2 separate regions of the Hordeum vulgare genome follow, and region 2 is linked to region 1. Evidence: chromatin contacts called from public Hi-C data. All regions are on one chromosome and are shown on one strand. The core of a region is the stretch at or near the end of the contact, and the rest is flanking DNA. Distances in the headings are between cores, read along the strand shown. Region 1 has its middle 23 kb from the start of LOC123445106. Region 2 holds the start of LOC123445116 (nicotianamine aminotransferase B).

Region 1 (2,700 bases), core at 51-2,550:
CGGTCGCGTTACCAAGACGTCGGTCGAGATGACGCTTCGGCGAAGCCAGCAACAACTATGAACACATGGTGTCTTCACCGTCTGCCTCTGACGTCGACCCGATCAAGCTGATGTGTAGCTCTCGCTCAACTCGGTCGCTGAAAGAGACCCGTTTTCGGCGTTACAAAACCACGGAGACCGCTGCGTAAATCATTCCCTGCCGGAAGCGCACAAGGCGAGCTGAGCGCACGACGCTCTAAGAAATTGCACCGGCGTGCGATGGCGACTGCAGGATGTGCACATTCCTTGCTGGAGATGAGGTAATTCGTACTACCATCGTGAGCGCCATGAGTCCATCCCCGCGACGAGCGACGAGGTCAGCTCGCCACGAGGCTGCAGCGCACGCACACGTAGCAACTAGCAAGGCGTGTCTCGGTGCCATGCCACCCGTTTTCCTCTTCCTCTCACAAAGAGCCCAAGGGCGTGTTTGATAGCTTTCACGGAGGATGCATGAACTTAAAAGTTTTCTTTTCAACCTATTTTTTATTATTTGATAGAGTGTATGAATCAAGAAGAACATGCATCAACTGATGTAAAAAAGGGCATCAACATAGCTGAGTCCAACACCCCCACGGAGGCGAGCCGAGGAGAGTATAGCTGCCTTCATCCGCCCTGGCCGCCTCGCCCTCGCCCGCGCCCCTCCCGAGCCCCGGCAGCGGCCTCGTCCACGCCCCTGCCCAGCCCCGGCGACCTCGCCCTCGAGCAATCGCGCCGCACACCTCCCAAGCCCCGGCGACCTCGCCCTCGAGCAATCGCGCCGCACACCTCCCAAGCCCCGGCGGTCTCGCCCTCGCCCAGTCGCGCCGCGCCCCTCCCGATCCCCGACGGCGGCCTTGCTCGTGCCTCGCCGCGCGACGCCCCTCCCGAGCCCCAGCAGCGGCCTCGTCCGCTCCCCGTTGCATCCCTCCCGAGCCCCGACAGCCTCGTCCTCGCCCCGTCGTGCCGCGCTCCGACGGCAACCACGCCGTGCCGCGCCCCTCCCGTGCCCCGGCGGCTTGGTCCTCTCCCTCCCCACGCCCCGTCGGCCCTCCTCTTCCTCCCTCGTAGTGCACCTCTTCCTCCTTCTTTCTACCAAACAAAGTCTCACCTCAGCATGTATCGACACATACATTACTAACAAACAATAACAAATGCATCTATTCAGCATGTTTACACTGACCATGTCTTAGATGAAAACAATCATGCTAGATAGGGAATGCAACCAAACACGTCCAAAGTGGTCTGCGGTTGTTCCGTGGCACGTGACCTTGTGTGTCTCGGTGCCGGCCGTTTGCTCAGAGGCTCAGACGGACGCCTGTGCGACTGTGCCGTGGCACGTGATCTACTGTATCTTTGTGCCGGCCATTTTGTTCTGACCGGTCGGTTTATCACTTTATCCTCACGGGACCGGATCTGTGACCAACGGGACCGCCTAATCATTAGACGACTGAAGACAGAATATGTTTCGGCTGATTTGCCGTTTACTGTATCTCCAGCCCTTGCACTGTTCCTGGACCTGCCAAGGCCAAACTATGGAGCAGCATCTCAGATCATAACCGTTGGATCTGAGCTACCTTAACATAGAAACCCAGAGAGTCTGGGACTACAATAACGATGGACATTTTTTTTACCGGCAATAATGAGAACAATAATCTTATTGTGCACTAGGTCTTTTTTTAACCTTTGTGTATTATTAATCTTATCAATGGTCAAAAACAACCTTGAGAAACGTATTAGGTCATCTATATATATGAATGTAGGGAGTATGTTACTAGTTTTATTAATGATCAAAGGCAATCTTGGAAAATGTATTACCCTCTATATATGCTAGTAAATGGCATGTCATATTTGAGGGACGTATGTCAATTTTGTTTTGTATTTATTAACTTGTGTTCTTCAACTAAGATCCATACACACACATATACAAAATGGTAACAAGCCTTACTATGGGCATCTTCAAGGCGGACCCCTCAAACCTAATGTATATGTTTGATGTTCGTATCACTTGTGTCGTCTAATTTAGAGCATCTACCCTTTAAACCCGTCTCAAACGTCCGGGCAGCCCGTCCAGTCATAAAAATTAGCCCAGTCGGACCCTTCGTACTCATCTCAAGCACTTGGCATGACCGGCATCCCTCATATGCATCTCAAATATGAGAATGATATAAGGCTCGTGAACGCGTCTGGACACACCCGGTCAGTCTGTCATGTAAGAGCGACCCCATCTTGGACCATCTTTTATCTTTCTTTATTCATTCTTTTCTTTCTATGTCTTCTTCTCCATCAATCACGTGCAAATGACAGGACATATGAAAAAAAATATGAAAGATGCGGCTACGCAAACGAAAAAGTAAGGATTTAAAACGGACACGTCCATGCCCACAGGCGTTTGAGGGATCGGATTTACAAGTTCCGATTATAGATGCTCTTAGTCCCTAAAGTATATGCAGATTAGCCTGCATGTTTGATATCCGGTATACCGGAAACAAATTTGCGGCTAGTTTGGGAGCGATCCACACATCCACTATACCAACAAAAAGCAAACATATGGTACTTCTTTCTTTATCTTCTCTTCTTCTTATCCTTTCAACCGCACATATCAAACCAAAATCAACCACATGCCTGGTCTCCCTTTCTCCTCTCAACCGAACAAATGAGGATTATTAGGGAATAAGCGTTGGA
Region 2 (2,700 bases), core at 194-2,693, 42 kb after region 1:
AAGAAAGAAAAAAAACATCAGCAATCTCCATCTTATATCTAGTGATCTAATTATTTTTTACATTTCATTACAGAGGAAGTAACTGATAAAATAGAATCTATGATTGAATGGTTGAAAGGGCAATGGTATCCCCTACCATCAGGGTTCAGGTCCTAGACTTGATATTGATGCTTACGATTTTTCTGAATTTATTTCAGGCCTTCGAACGATGTGTGTTGATGATGTTTCGGCACTTCGAGGATCCTCGTAAGGATAGGATGTGTGTGCATGCGTTCATAGGGAGTGACTATATGTTCGTGTATATGAGCAACTTTAATTGTACTGTGTTAAAAATACAGAGAAAGTATAATTATTATTTTTGAAAACAAATTACACCCTCCGTTCCTAAATATAAGTATTTTAAGATATTTCACTGGGAGTCTACATACGAAGCAAAATAAGTGAATATATACTCTAAAGTATGTCTATATACATCCGTATGTAGTCTACTAATGGAATCTCTATAAAGACTTATATTTAGGAACGGATGGAGTTGAATTAATTAGACGACCTACCAAAGCAAATGCTACACTTTTTTTTAGGACCCGTCTTAGCTGGCGAAAGTTTGTAGAAGGGGGTGGCGTTTTGAAGGAATGTCAACTTTCTCAGAACAATTGGCGGTTTATTTAGAAGAAGACAATTTCGGTTTGAAACTGCCGCCGTTTCCGGTGAGCAACTAAAACTGCCAGGAAAAAAGCGTTGGCTTGCCATCCCCCTCACAGCATATCTTCGCAAGATAACATTACCCCCTTTTCATATTTTCTTTCTCTATTCATATCAAAAAGAAGGACGTGGTGTCTGCTATTTCACCACCAGTATTTACCTCCCCACTTTCCTTCTCAATGTCTGAAGTATTTTCCTTTCACCTCCGATTTCTCGCACTTATCGATTTACCAAATGAAATCACTTCTTCGGTAAGTCGATAAATGCTGACTGTTTCTAAAGAAAGTGTTGGTTGAATTAGCAACTAAAGTAGTAAAGTCCATCTTTAGTATTTATTTAGTCATTGCGATCCCATTGCAATGGTATGATTAGCTATCAAACGAAAGAAAGAGATGGCATGTGCCCTGTGTGTCATCCCTCACTGGCTTGGCGAATGGCGATACCGAGTTAGGTAGAGTGTTTTTTTAGCATGATGTCTGCCGGCACTGCCAAGAAAACTGCGTGCAGCGGACTGCAGGAGAGTTGAGCGATGCATGCTTTGTGATGAGCGGAGCTGAGTGGGTGTCACTAACTGAACCCAATCAGCATTGGGTGAGTCGAGTCGAGAAGCATCATGCTTCCTGCGTCCCGATCCGCTTATCTTTTTCTCCCAAATTATTAAAGAGGGATAGATGATGGTGTGCTGGGTTGGGTAGAGTACGTGCATAGAACCAAAGCGAGGCGCCGAAAATATGCCGGGGATAATGGTGGCAGGCCGCAACGGCCACGCCCGTCAGCTGGCAGCGGCGTGCCAGAGCGTGCCAGAGCGTGCGCGCGTGCGTGCTTCTTGCTGCCGGCCCCGGTTCGTGTGCGGTCAGAGCAACGGCTATATAGGACCGTCAATCACCGCTACTCAATCCGTCCCCAACTCGTTTCCTATTACCGCTACTAGTAGTATTCCTGGTGTAGTCTAGTAGTACTCCTCCTCCTCCTTCTCCTCCTACCCGTTTCCTCATGGCCACCGTACGCCAGAGCGACGGAGTCGCCGCGAACGGCCTTGCCGTGGCCGCAGCCGCGAACGGCAAGAGCAACGGCCATGGCGTGGCTGCCGCCGTGAACGGCAAGAGCAACGGCCATGGCGTGGCTGCCGACGCGAACGGCAAGAGCAACGGCCATGGCGTGGCTGCCGACGCGAACGGCAAGAGCAACGGCCATGCCGAGGCCACTGCGAACGGCCACGGCGAGGCCACTGCGAACGGCAAGACCAACGGCCACGGCGAGAGCAACGGCCATGCTGAGGCCGCCGACGCGAACGGCGAGAGCAACGGGCATGCCGAGGACACCGCGGCGAACGGCGAGAGCAACGGGCATGCGGCGGCGGCGGCAGAGGAGGAGGAGGCGGTGGAGTGGAATTTCGCGGGTGCCAAGGACGGCGTGCTGGCGGCGACGGGGGCGAACATGAGCATCCGGGCGATACGGTACAAGATCAGCGCGAGCGTGCAGGAGAAGGGGCCGCGGCCCGTGCTGCCGCTGGCCCACGGGGACCCGTCCGTGTTCCCGGCCTTCCGCACGGCCGTCGAGGCCGAGGACGCCGTCGCCGCCGCGCTGCGCACCGGCCAGTTCAACTGCTACCCCGCCGGCGTCGGCCTCCCCGCCGCACGAAGGTAACAACAACAACAACACAAGAACAATTTCCTTTTCGCGTGTCGTGTCGCGCGGCAATCCATGCATGCGCATGTGCCGCTTTCACGTGTCCGTCCGTCCACTGTTCCTTCCTCCTCCCTACGCGCCCTTGAGAAATCTGACCTTCTCCCACCTTATACCAAACAAAACAAAAAAACACAGCGCCGTGGCAGAGCACCTGTCGCAGGGCGTGCCGTACAGGCTATCGGCCGACGACGTCTTCCTCACCGCCGGCGGGACCCAGGCGATCGAGGTCATAATCCCGGTGCTGGCCCAGACCGCCGGCGCCAACATTCTGCTCCCCAGGCCAGGCTATCCAAACTACGAGGCGCGCGC

What was found. Hi-C and Micro-C count contacts between places; a contact is called where the count stands out from the background.
Region 2: a Hi-C map of seedling shows a contact between it and region 1, with 6 times the contacts expected there. The contact joins the promoter of LOC123445116 here to the enhancer-like site in region 1. A contact is called at or near these places in 3 of 6 Hi-C or Micro-C datasets (leaf and seedling).

Annotation. Positions count from the first base shown.
Region 1 is chr1H:458,818,956-458,821,655 of MorexV3_pseudomolecules_assembly, forward strand. No RefSeq gene overlaps it. Among protein-coding and RNA genes, the nearest start is that of LOC123445106, 23 kb to the left of the region's middle. Within about 2 kb of position 1,301, at least 2 of the 3 cell types and tissues checked have open chromatin away from gene starts, as enhancers often do. A contact at or near this core is called in seedling, where this site is marked.
Region 2 is chr1H:458,860,350-458,863,049 of MorexV3_pseudomolecules_assembly, forward strand. It overlaps LOC123445116 (nicotianamine aminotransferase B), which reads left to right and starts at 1,444. Exons shown (of 7, transcript XM_045122054.1): 1 at 1,444-2,345; 2 at 2,527-2,700. The coding sequence starts at 1,696.